Linked DNA regions of Capsicum annuum: region 2 is linked to region 1. Evidence: chromatin contacts called from public Hi-C data. All regions are on one chromosome and are shown on one strand. The core of a region is the stretch at or near the end of the contact, and the rest is flanking DNA. Distances in the headings are between cores, read along the strand shown.

Evidence for each region. A called contact is a pair of places that touch in the nucleus more often than the background predicts.
Region 2: a contact with region 1 is called in a Hi-C map of bud, with 2.4 times the contacts expected there. The contact joins the enhancer-like site here to the promoter of LOC107856224 in region 1. A contact is called at or near these places in 3 of 5 Hi-C or Micro-C datasets (bud, leaf and placenta).

What each region holds. Positions count from the first base shown.
Region 1 is chr7:94,780,411-94,787,241 of UCD10Xv1.1, reverse strand. LOC107856224 (eukaryotic translation initiation factor 3 subunit K) reads left to right here and starts at 4,599. Exons shown (of 8, transcript XM_016701209.2): 1 at 4,599-4,885; 2 at 4,970-5,026; 3 at 5,122-5,172; 4 at 5,383-5,445; 5 at 6,477-6,527; 6 at 6,605-6,671. The coding sequence starts at 4,766.
Region 2 is chr7:95,165,756-95,172,986 of UCD10Xv1.1, reverse strand. It overlaps LOC107853553 (kinesin-like protein NACK2), which reads left to right. Exons shown (of 15, transcript XM_047393623.1): 13 at 1-503; 14 at 655-959; 15 at 1,066-1,518. The coding sequence ends at 1,396. Among protein-coding and RNA genes, the nearest start is that of LOC107853553, 26 kb to the left of the region's middle. Within about 2 kb of position 1,781, at least 2 of the 5 cell types and tissues checked have an H3K27ac peak or open chromatin away from gene starts, as enhancers often do. A contact at or near this core is called in bud and leaf, where this site is marked.

The DNA of each region.
Region 1 (6,831 bases), core at 3,350-5,849:
CTTGAAATTTCCTTTGCCATCAAATTGTTGTAACTAACCAGAATATATCTTTAATTTCTCAATCCTTTCTGTATAGGGCTTTGCATATATGAGTAAAGACTTACATTTATCTTTGATAGTAAATCATTCAATTGGTCAATAAGAATCAAAACTTCAGCAGAGACTTAGATTCCTTTGATCGTTGTTGTTTGCTTTATGGAAGACTCTTATTTCTCTTTAATTTTATAAGGTTTCATAGGCATTTGACTTAATTCTCTCTCAGATATGCTCTCTATTCTTAGACCTGTCAAACGGGTTGGGCTGACTCAAAATTGGACCAGCCCAACCTAATAAAATCCAATCCAGAACAACCCATAATAAAAGAATTGGGTTGAGTTGATGTAATTAACCAAAAATGTCTGATTTAAAATTTCAAATCGAAATTCAAAATTGGTAGGTTCGATAATGTCATGTCATAGAATAGTATCAAATAATCAACTTGGCTCGGCCTGACTTGGATAATTTATCTTGATTTTTTTTAAAATCTGGATATTGGGGGAGTGACACGACTAGTCACTGATTGACCCTTGATAAATTAGGTGGACTGGCATGACAACTGTGCAGATAAGGCAATAACTTTTGACTTTTGGCCCTTTGAATTAAACTTCAAAATTGAAACATTTGACAATGTTCAACTATTTTTTTAATTTTTAAAAATAACCTATCCCTTATATTTATAAGTAACAACTTCATTTTTACCATTTTACATAGAAAAGATCAATTCGTTAATTTTTATTTCTCTCCCAGTCTACTCTTTCAACTTTTATTTTTTTTCTTTCTCTCTTCTTAGAAGTTATATATACAAAGAGAGAGAGAGAACGTAGTTTAAGTTTGTATTCTATTAGTAGATTTTTGTAAAAAAAAAGTTAAAAATTATTTAATCAACCCTTACTCGACCCATCCCAATTAGGCCCTCGAACCACACTAATTCTTTTGGAACCTTGTAGAACTGGACCCCTTTGGCCTGCTAGAGTGAAACATGGTAACAATTCAGATGTCGGACCGATCTATTCAATAAAATTTTAATTTGATTCAGTCCAACCAAATGACATATCTGTTTTATTTGTTAGCTTAAAAAGTTTAGCATTTTGTTCTTGCACGCGATTTGTCAAGCCTTCAACTTTTGTAGTCAAATTTGTGTGTTGTTCTACTATAATGAGACGTCAATCATCATTGATATCACAGAAGACAAAGAATAGTGTGGATCACTATCTAAATAGAGCTTGGAGTTATGACGACACTCTTTTGGAAGATTAAGTTGAGTCAAAGTTTGTTTAACTACATCAACGATATTATTTGCTTCTTCTAGCACGCAGGAAAAAGAATATTACTCACTCTTTTTGGAGAAAATAAATCATAAACATGAATTTTTTTGGACGGTACTTAAACCATTTTTTTGGACGGTACTTAAACCACTCGTTGTCCTAGCATTTTTATTTTGCTTCTTTTGATTTGGATAATAATATCCATGGTGACTTCCAATTCACTCTTATTTGAGTTATTTTGATGTTCTTCAACTTTTACAGAAAGAGATAAGAGGTAGAAATTGTCCCATCGAGCTTGCCAAATATTGCAGATAATAAATTCACAATGAGAAAAAATAATGATTAAGACAAAAATTTTTACATTAATCATAGTATTTGATTTCAATATATGTGTATTACAATCTCTATGGTTCTTCTCTTCAAATATAAATTCAAGAGATTTTGAGCTTGATGTTGAATCTTGATGAACTTGACCTTGACTCGTACTTGAATTCAAGAGTTTTGACTTGATCTTGGCTTGTATTTGAATATAAAGGCTTTTGCACTTAATCTTGAATATGATGTTCTTGATCTTGCTTGTACTTAAAACCAAGGACTTTAGAGCTTGATCTTGAATTTGGTGGTCTTGATCTTGAATTGTATTTAAACTTGATTACTTGAATGCTTGAACTTGTAGCTTATGAGAAATATGTGCCTTTTAATCAATGAGCTCTCTCTAGCTTTATCACGACCCAAACAAGGGCCTGCCGTGGTGGGTATCTTAAGTTTGTCGAGGACCGGAGACCACCCTCTTTGCCTAGACAAACAAAATACAACACAACTAGCAGCAAATGAATTATGAGCATATAACAAGATAGTTAACCAACTAGCTCAAAAAGAAATCTAAGAACTTTAACATCCATCCTAATCCACAAAGACGCTAAAATTAAAGAACAACATAAGTCGGGACATGCCCCGACATAGCTAAAAAGAGTCCAAAAGGAATAAACCAAAACAAAATAAAATAAGAACATGAAATGAGGGTCTTCCGAAATATAGAAGTTCACCACTTTAAGCTTACTCACAATCGATCCAGAAATCACCTAATCACTGTGTAAGAAAAACAGAAGTGTCTCTGTTCCTTACACCGCGTGGAGATACAAAGTTCGAAGACGGTTAGCAGGGCGAGCACTAGCATGTAACTCAGGGTAGGGATAAAATAACTCCAACTCAAAATTCAATCCAAACTCAATGTACATGTTCATATACATGCATATATACATATATATATATATATGTATATATATATATATAAGATGTTAGGATAGGGAACAAGGTTTAACATAAGATTTAAAATCATTAACATAGATTGTGTAGCCCCAACCGTCTCAAGGGTACCCACAGGCTATATGGGTTTAGCTTCCCCTGCTAAAAAGGTCTCCGTGTTAGCCGCACGAACCAAGAAAATCCAAGGATGAGCCTGGGAATACCTCGACCCCAGCCAATCCAAAATATATATAAGTGTGAGCTATGCACACGGTCATAAAGACCCCATACTGGCAAACGTGGTTTTCAGTATCGGTCCCCCCAGGACCTCCACCTTCTAAGACGAGCTACACAACCCCCTTTAAGCCCAATTAAAATAAGTTTCAGATAACCCATCTATTTAACCAAGGAATTATCAGTGAAGGCACCAACCACAGGTATCGTCACACCATTACACTTGCAAGCTTATAATTATGCCATGCCAATTTCATAAACCTGGGGAATACCAAGACACTTTTTGTTCATTAAATCCAGTTTAAAAGTCAAAAACATGGCTAACAAGGCTTTCAAAACCCTTCTTATCCATTTAACCATTTATGCAAAGCAAAAGTTTAGGGAAGTCAACCAACACATGTGATTAACCATATTTCAAATTCAATTATGCAAGTGGGTTGAGGGAACACAATTTTCAAAACCAAATTCCAGACCAAAATCATCAATTTGGGAATATACCTCGACCCCCATTCCATTCACCATACCCATGCACCCCAATAGATTTCAAAATACATAATTAAAACATGAACATTTGCATTAAAACTATGGGAATTCAAATCAAGTAACAATCCTTCCAAAACCCCTAACTCAAATCAAAATTCCAATTCAAATGCACATGAATAACCAATTAAACACATGCTTTAAGTAAAACAAGTTTAAGGGGAGAGGTACATGCCTAAAAGTATCATAACTATGGAGAGAAATCACCACTTGAAAACTCTAAATGATCAACCTTGAGAAACCCTAACTTGTTCTTGACTTAGGGATTTGAGAAAGTTTAAGAATGTGTTTGATTATGTCTTTTGGATAATAATGGGGTCCCAAAAGGTTTTTAAGGATGTGGGTCACAATTGGCGAAAAGGAAAAAATGTCAAAAGTACCCTTAATGAAACACTAAATATTTGCCGCCCAGTCATTACGGGTTACCTTACGACTCATAACGACTGACTACGAGTCGTCCCCTAGACTCGTTGACCCTACGAGTCGTACCATACGACTCGTATACGGACCTTACGACTCATAGGGTCCTAGTCGTAACCACAACAGTGACATTGGGCACCTATACTGGTTTGACTATGGAAAATACCTTACAACTCGTAAAGAGTCATTATAACTCGTGACATCCCAGTCGTAGTCACAATAGAAACACGAGCAACCCTCACTATTCATCCTACGACTCGAGTCCTGTGACCCATAAGGAGACATTATGACTCGTTAGGTGAGTCGTAGTCTGAGCAATAAGCTCAAAACTTAATAAATTTTCAGAGGCAAAAATCTGGGGTGTTACAACTTCTTGTTAGAGTTTTGGTTTATTTCTGAATTATGAAGATCCCTATTTATAGTCGTAGAATAGAGGAGTTGTAATGAGGACATACATCTTTGATACATCTTTTGAGTGGTCGGAGCATGTCACTTATACACGTGTCATATTTTTATCGGCCTTTGATTTCACTAAGCATGTTGAGTCATTTTGATACATATTGGCTCCTTCAATTGACTGGCATGCCATGTTATTTGACACGTGACATCAAATTAGACCTCGCAAAGTGTACTAATCGTTTGTAGTCCAAGTCAATGGACTAGCCTAATAAAATTAAAATTTAATTAATTCATATTTATTGAACTTAAAGTAATTAATTTAATTATATTAATCCACAATATTTATTTGAACTAATATATTTGAATTAAAAAATTAAAATTATTTTTCCTATTTTCAATATGAAACATGACCAAACAATGCTAAGAAATCTAAATTTCATGTCGGAATAAAATTTCAAATCAAACAAATCGAATTTCCAACCATGTCCAAACGAGCCCTCGAAAAATTTGTCATTTGACAAACAAATAGAACCCCTCCAGTATCTCTCCCCCTCAAACCCTAAAACCTCTCGCTCTTTGCCTCCTCTATCTTCCTTCCAAAATCCTCTTAACAGTTTAGAAAAATGGGAAAAGAGGCGACTAACGAGAAGTCACAGCTTGCTCACACTGTAGAGCAGCTCATTGCTGTTAACCCTTACAACCCAGATATCCGCCCCGATCTTGAAAACTATGTTAACGAACAGGTACACTAATTTACTATAATGACCTTTTTTGGTCCTGCTGAATTTGTGTTGGTTTTAATTGAGTAATTTCGATGTTAATTTTAGGTTTCGTCTCAAACATACAATCTGGATGCAAATCTTTGCCTGCTTCGTCTTTATCAGGTTTAATTTGGTGATGTAAACAACTATTAGTTTTTATTTGGAGTGTTATTTTTTGGTTGATTGATAATGGTGTCGATTTCTTTGGATGAGTACAGTTTGAGTCGGAGAGAATGAGTACACCAATTGTTGCTCGTATTTTGGTTAAGGTGCAATTAACTTCTTCTCTTGCGTGTGTGATATTATTACCTATGTTGCTCTGACTCTTCAAAAATGGCAATGGATGTGTGTCGGATTCTCCAAAAGTAGTGTGTTTTTGGAGAAACTGATACGGGTTAGGCATCGAGTGAGGAGTCTGATGCAATTTAGGATATTATTTGTTGCCTCTGTCTTACTTATTTGCTTGTTTGTGCCAATAGGCTCTAATGGCAATGCCAGCTCCAGATTTCAGCCTCTGTCTCTTCCTAATCCCGGAACGAGTGGTATGTATCTTCAAAGTTTCCTTTGTTATGACTTACCTTTGATGAATATGAATTGTAAATTTTCTCGTCTCGTGTACTATGGAATGGGTGTGGTCGGAAAACATAAAAACTGTCATAACCTAAGATGGACGTAGATGGCGGAAATAATTTTGTAACTTCTCGTATTTGTTACCGCAGATATTAGCTATTCTCGTTCATGCCTAACACAGCTTCACAGTTGTTTCATTGCCTTATGTAAAACAAAAAAGGAAGGCAAGTGGTCATTATGACATAGTTCTAAAATTAAAATAAAAAACCCAAAAGATCTTCTGTCAAGTTAATAGGAATGTTTAACTCGAAAGATCTTCTGTGAGATAATTGGTTCCGTTGTCGGCATTTTTCCTTCTTTTTTCTCTTTCTGGTTGCCAATCCGTGCTGGTTTTGAGGAAATTAGATAAACAGGAAAGTCTGAAACAAATGAATAGACTATAGTGATATCTGAAATTTTGTGGTTCTCTATTAACGGATATCTGCAACATAAAAGTTGTAAGACTGAATATACTAATGTTTTCCCCAGAAGTTATTCAACAAGAACATACTTGGCCCTAACTTTGTGGTAGTGAGGTTGTTTCCCCAGAAGTTCTTCATTTACTTTGATTGGTCTTTTAAATTTCTTAGCTAGTATAGTTTCTTATTTGCTAATGAAATGCATTCAAATGGATATTGAGGATTCATTTTGCTGGCCCAAACACGTTTGGGATTAAGGAACATTCCTTGCTGCTTGGTTTCCTTCTGAGGGGCACTTTCATGTACTGCCACTTTTTGTTGCAACTCCCATAGACGTCTCTTTTTTGCTGTTTAAGTTTGCAAAGACTTTTCGCCTTCCTTAATTTTCTTATCTTTTTCACTGGGTTGTTGTGGGTCATTATGGTGATTTTGGGGTATCAAGGCTGAACACATGCTTTTGATATCTAGATATAAATCTTCAACTGTGTTAGATGCAGAGTCCTATCCTTTTTTCCTCATAATGATTTTCTTATTTCACTTCTCAGCAAATGGAAGAGCAATTCAAGACACTAATTGTTCTCTCTCACTACTTAGAGGTATGCCATGTTGTGTTTGCTGAAAGTTTTCTTTCAATTCAGTGATTAACTGAATAAGTGCACACTTCTTTTTGCAGACTGCAAGGTTCCGCCAATTTTGGGATGAAGCTGCAAAGAGCCGCCACATAGTTGAAGCTGTCTCTGGTATTACTGAATGCTTTAATCTACCCCTCACCCACAATGTTCAATAGTAGCAATTCAGATGCAATAGAAACTGATTTGTTTTACAAAAGAGAATCAGATTTGCTGAGACATGCTTAGAACCTTGTAGAGGAAAATTTCATGAAGTGATTGAGTTTCAAAA
Region 2 (7,231 bases), core at 532-3,031, 390 kb before region 1:
AAAACATTATTGCATCTTTAGAACAGAAACTTGAAAATGTGCAGAGATCTATAGAAGAATTAGTCATGCATCTTCCTAGTTGTCAGGAATCTGTTGATTTGAGGACTCCAAAAAAGAAAAAGGTGTTCCCTTTTAATTTGAGTAACACCAGTAACATGCCAAATGTAATTCGATCACCATGTTCTCCTATGTCTGCTTCATCCTGCAACATCGTGGAGGGTGAGATTGAGAACAGAGTACCAGAATGCAACAATGTTGGATCTGCTGGTGATTCATTCTGCTGCCAAAAAAGCACTCCAATTAGAAGAATGGACAGTAACTGTATCTCATCAAGGGAGGGTACTCCTGGATCAAGGCAGTCAAACTCTGTGAACATGAAGAAGATGCAAAGGATGTTTATTAAGGCATCTGAAGAGAACATCCGGAGTATTAAAGCTTACGTTACTGAGCTGAAAGAAAGGGTGGCTAAGTTACAGTACCAAAAGCAGCTGCTTGTTTGCCAGGTTAGGATTTATTTTCGCTTTCCTTGTGGCTTTTTTGACGAGATATGCAAAGTCTGGTTCAGGGTTTTTAATCATTGCAATTTCCTTTTCCTTTTGTTTGACAAATCAAAAATATCACTTGGACTGATTACTGTGTGATAAGTAAAACCAGGTGCTGGAGTTGGAGGCAAATGAGGCTGCACATGATGAAGCTGATATACCCGATCAATCTCCGTTGTCATGGCATTTAGTGTTAGAGGACCAAAGGCAGCAAATTATAATGTTGTGGCATTTGTGTCATGTGTCTTTAGTGCACCGTACACAATTTTACCTGTTATTTAAAGGGGATCCATCAGATCAGATTTACATGGAAGTTGAGCTTAGGAGGTTGACATGGTTAGACCAACACTTAGCAGGGCTTGGTAATGCGAGCCCTGCACTTTTGGGTGATGAACCTGCTGGCTATGTCTCATCAAGGTATAGTTTATTCTTTCAGGAGCACTGTCATCCATGTATTTTATTTGAACTTTTTTAAGGTCTTTATTTGAAGTTTTCCAACTCTTGACTTATTATGAATATACAGTATTAAGGCACTGAAGCAGGAAAGGGATTATTTAGCTAAAAGGGTGAGCTCGAAGCTAGACGCAGAAGAAAGGGAAGTGCTCTACTTGAAATGGGACATCCCCCCGGAAGGAAAACAGAGAAGACGGCTTCAGCTTGTGAATAAGCTCTGGTCAGATCCTCTCAACTTGCAGAATGTACGCGAAAGTGCTGCAGTAGTAGCGAAGCTTGTGGGATTCTGTGAAACAGGGGAACATGTTTCAAAGGAGATGTTTCAGCTCAATTTTGTTTCCCCCTGTGACAAAAAAACATGGTTAGGTTGGAATCTGATATCAAACTTATTACACTTGTAGTTACAAATAGCAAGCTAATATTTTAATAGTTGAAAAATGAATCTGAGTGTAGATTTTGTATCATACTTACCTGTACAATATTCAACTTTTTTGCTTCTAGGAAACACACATCTTGCTGAAAATTTTGCAAAGAGGTTTAGTTTTTTTTTTCTTTCAAGAAAAACTAAAAATAGAAATCATGAAAGATTATGATACTCGATGCAAACTAAAAATCTGAGTCTAGAATTTGTTACAATTGGCCATCAAGATAGAATTATTTAACCATCACCTATATCCATAAAAAGTGTAGTAAACTGTATTTCTCATTAAACATAAACACTTTAGATAGGCATCACTCTCAAAAAAATTTACTTTGTCTTTGAATATACAAGCTTTAACTTTCCCCTTTTTGGGTGCATTCTCCTTCTGTTCTAAATAAGAATAAGATGCAAGCTCCCAGGTAGAGGTAAAACTCTCTGCTTTCCAATTCTCATCATCCTTTGATTGACTAATCATAAAAACTTATCGCACTCCGTATTTGTATCAAACATCAATGAATACGACACACGTCTTCACATATACTTTTATCACTAAACTATTGTGAATTAACATGCATTCTTATCTTAATTTTCCATCCAACTGTAGTAAATTAACGTAGTTTGATATCAGTATCACATTAGCTGGCTTTGAATGAATATGATCATGCTCATTCTACTTAAATGCAATATGTTAAAGTTGAAGCATAGTTGGTTTGACCAAAATTTTGATGATAGTTTAGTGTAGTTTTTGGACATTGATGTGTACTCCCTTGGAAGAGCTATGTCTGATTCTTATCCCGTTGGAAGATCTAAGTAATAACAAGTATGGGATATGTTATGCTATATTATGACTTACTTTAGGGGTATTAAACATGGACTAGAAATTAATGATCCATTCAAAATTTATGGATTGGACACAAGATAATTTCATAGGGATTCTTACACACTATATACAAGTGATAAAAAAATGCCTACAAAATGACCACATATTTATAATCTATATCAATATCTATAGTTTGTACCTATCTATAATCTATATGCATATCTATAATCTATATCTATAATCTATAATATATTAAAAGTGTGAAGACTCTTGACAAGAAAAGTGATTTGAACTTTTTACCCTTCATTAAAAAATTTTGCTCTAGACAAAATCATCTTTTTCACTATTTTTTCTTAATTATTATATATTAAATATTAACTATAATAAATATATGGAAAGTTTTGATACTATAATAATACATGAAAAGTTTGGTATCCCTAACTATATTAAAAATATAGAAAATACTCTATTACCACCTTGAACAATACGCGAAAAGACTGATACACATCCGAACTTTAGGAGGGTCCTATCCCATGATTAATTAAAATCGTATTTTTGACAACCTTAGTGCTTACATGGCACATACATAGCACAACACACTGAAGGGTCCACGTAGGCACTAAGGTTGTCAATAATGATTTTAATTAGTCAAAGGGTAATAGGACCCTCCTAAAGTTCGGGTATGTCTCAACATTTTTGCGTATAGTTTCAGGTGGTAATATAGCATTTTGCAAAATAAAAACTACTACTAAATACACGGGAAGATCTTCTTCTTAAAAAAGAACTCTACAACTCTATTTAAAATAATATCTTAGTCAAACTTAGCAAAACAGACGCTACTTCTCTTTACTTTTTCTTCTAATTGCTGCTTCTCTTTACTTTATCTTTCTCTTTTAGTTTTGGTTCATGATTGTCGTCTTGCATGGGTTATCATCTTTCTTTCTTTCCTTTTTAATTCTTTTTAGTTAATAAATTTATATATTATATATGAATTATGCATAGTCGACAATTGATAATGGATTCTCCCTTTTGCTAATTTATCGTGTAAGTTAAAAAATTTTGTTTGAAAAAATGGACAAAACACGCATGTTTCCCCGGATGAAGGCATGACAAACCATCACAATAGAGGTACCATTATCTGATTTGCAACTCACATGGTAAACCAAGTTGAGCATCAACTATTTCAATGAGTCGTGACCTCAACAAACTTCTAAGATCAAAGAATGAGGCTCTTTTCACTCTTTTCACCTTCTCTTCAGAATGGTTAGGAACATTTGATATCTACGGGGGCCAAAGTCATCCTCAAAAAGGTATTTCAAACCTGAGTTTACTTGCTTGATGGTGGTTGAATGATATTTAGAAGTCGTTTCAATTCCTTCTTCCGATTTCAAGAAATAGAAATCTTGAACCAGTAAATGAATTATATCTATTTTATGGATGTTAACTTAGAATTTGATCAAGAAAACAATCATAATGAATATCCTAATAAATACTAATAAATGTAATAATCCCAACCGTTAGGAGACTTTGACAGATGCAAATCATGTTGCCTCAATTTCATTTATAAGGACTCAAGCAAAGGAAATAGCTGAAAAAATCAAAGATTTATCTACCAAAAAAAATTAAAGATTTGTCTCTATCCTTTTCAACTATTTTTTATGAAAATTATTGAGTGTAGGGATAAGCGAGGGACTAAAAGAACCCTAATTTGTTTTGAAAACATTGTTCAACATAGAAAATTTTTATTTTTTATTTTTTTCCTTTTTACAAAAAATAAATAAATCTTTTGAGAATAATAACAAAGAATGAGATTATGGCTTAGAGATCAAAAAATAAATCATATGTAGGATTGATATTCTTTGTTCTATGGTGCTTTCTGTATGTGCATAAAAACTCCAAGTACTTATAACTTAGTCATGTAGAAATTTTTTTTTTAAAACGGTTTTTTGTGAGATATTATGGCCTCAATTATTGATTTGTAATATTTGCCTTTCTTGGTTTTAGATAAGATGATAGCAACAATATCGCTTAAGAATAAAGACTTAGTTTGGGCATCATATACTACTGAAAGATATCATTCTACCGTAATAGGACTTATCTCAAAGATTCAAATTCATAAACTTTGAATCTAAGTTTGCCTATAAGTTTCATTAACCATAAGGATACCCACGTGTTAGATTGTAATTGATTGTTGATGTGTAAAATACTATTGAAGCAAGAAAAGCATATCTTATAACTTTTATTGGGGAAGAACACTCTAGCTTTTTGTCTGAAACACAACCCAAACCAATTCAAAGGAGAAACAGAGGAAATTAAAAAAAAATGAGGAGAATGAGACGTTCAAAGAATTTCAACAATTTAGCATTCTTGATTTGCTTTTTTTTCTTTCTTTTTTTGTTTCTGGTGATCATCTAAGTACTTTTATTAGTTTTTACAACTCTTGTTGTTTTTGTTGCTAAACATGCACAAGTTTGTTTTATGGTTGACATAGCTATCCTTTTGTAATTTATTTGCAGTAATGTACTTTATTCAATCTCTTCTTTGTTTTCATCATTTCATGGAGTAGATAAGTTTATAATTTTGTGACTTAATTAGTGTGTGTATGGATAGACTCAGAACTTTTGGCTTATAAGTCATGAGTTAGGAATTCATGACTTTTGACTTATTTTTACTAGCTTAAAAATAGATATTTTATCTTATGCCTTTAGCTTTTGACTTTAATCTTGCCAAAAATTCTTAGAGGATATTTTGATCTAAAAACACTTAAAATAATTCAATCCAAACGGGTCCTTAATAGAAAAATGGAGAAAGAGATCGTGTCTTTGTACTTTAAAGTAGTGAGCTCCATCTTTGACATACTAAATTTGGTTTTCGGCCACTCCAATTGATCTTACCATCACGACCAAGCCATTAAATAGCAACTTTGTTAATGTCAATGTGTCTAATTTGATGTTGTTTAGAGTTACAAAAGGTTGCTTCCTCCTAAGGAACATAATGATTCGGCTGTAGAAGTTGATGAGTCTTTTTCTTTCATCTTCTAAGGATTCTTTTTGTTTTTTTTATTCTTACATATAAGACAATGTTTTCTTTCATCTTCTAAGGATTCTTTTTGGTTTTTTTATTCTTACATATAAGACAATGTTAGATTTTGTGACCCGAATTTTATTGATACGGTCCTGAAAAGTTCGCAATGCGACCTATTTTGTGATTTTTATGGGGTCTGTGGTGGTAGTGTAGGGATCTTGGAGCCGACCATTGATCCCGTTGGTGGTGTGGGAGTGAAGCCCCCGTGGTATGGACCTGTACGTTTTTGGGCCTAGAATTTATTTGCACACATGTATTATATAAGTGAGATTTAGTGGGTCGGTTTTGGATGTTCAAAAAATACGTCATTCTCCTTATTGTATTCTCCATAAATTATAGTGAAATTCCTCTTCCTCTGCCTGTGGTTCTTCCTACAAGGTTTCCATGTAAATTTGTGTGTTCATCTTATTTTTCTTTTGCTTGTGGTATTGTTTATTCTATCTGATTATAACAAACATAATAAACTAAGATAATTGAAATACAACATTTGTTTATAGCATTTAAATAAATATAACATTTATTTTGTCATAACTGCTCAGAGCCAAAGGAACACACCATATTTGATACTCTACTACACTTGATTATTGATTTGGACGTTCATCGAAATCTTATTTTTTGAAGCTTTAGCATGATAAGGTCAAGAAATGAGTTGAATAGTGCATCTTTGGCCAATGTGGTAAAATTTTGGTGATGTAATGTTAAAACATGCCGGAATGTTAATTTATCATGTATTTTGTTAGCTATTACATAAAATAGTATAGTTTATGGGCAAGTTAGGTGTTGCCGTTAGTTTTGAATGTAAATATGAGTTGTTTATGGGAAATTCTAATTGAAGTAAAGTTTTTAAATATTTCTTTGGTGTTATCATAGGTTGAATATTGTCAATTATTCTGAAAAACACTGTATCAAGTGGACGAATTAGGAGTATTCTATGAGATACTGTATAATATAGTGTATAGCTCTCTTAAAGTTGAAGAATTTGATCTTGCATAGGGAGATGGCAGAAAAATTTGGTGGTAGGTTGTAATATCCCGTATTTCTCAAGCTTAACTTAACTCTCAGTTCATGAGTTATCCAAAATAAAATTTTTGAAATGCTCAGTATTTTTCAGTTTAGAGCCTATCATTGCGTAGGAAATTGAATTAGCTTTCCAACGATATAAAATTCACCTAAATCCAATAACTGGGTAAAAAGTTATGGCTATTTTAAGTTTCAGTCATTAAACACCATCATTCAAGCCAGTAGCACATCGTGGAGTATGTCAAAATGGCAATTGTCAGTTTTCAGTGAAGTGCGCCACAACTTATTTCACAATTATTCATTTCTAGTGTACCAATGCGATTCCACTGCGTCGTGGTGAACTTCTAGGTCCCAACCAAAGTGGCAATGCGATACCACCGCATTGAGCCACCATGCATTTTCCCAGTTGTCAATTTCCAGAGACACGGCGCGATAGCACCGTGTCGCGCCAGGTGCCTATTTCAAAAAATTTCGACGGAAATTAAATATTTCATCCACGGTTAAAATAGTCTTTTCCCATGATTTTAGCATGCCCAGATATGGAATTTAATTCCTAAAAAATGTTTTAAGTCACTACTCACTCAATTTATTCCCAAATTAAAAGCACTCTCTCAAAACTACAAACCCTAGCTTCAAGAAAACAAGAGCAATCTCAAAGGATTCACCAAGAACTTCAAGAAACTCACAAATTAAGGTATGCTAGATGTTCATCTATGGTTCCTTTTACCAATAGAGTCCACAAATCCATTTTTAAACTACAAGATTGTTGAATTATGAACTTCCATGCTTGAAGTGAATTGAATTCATGTTCATGTTATTATTGGATTTTAGTCTATGATTAAATTACATGCTTTTATAAAATTAATCATTGTATGTGTTGAATTACATGAT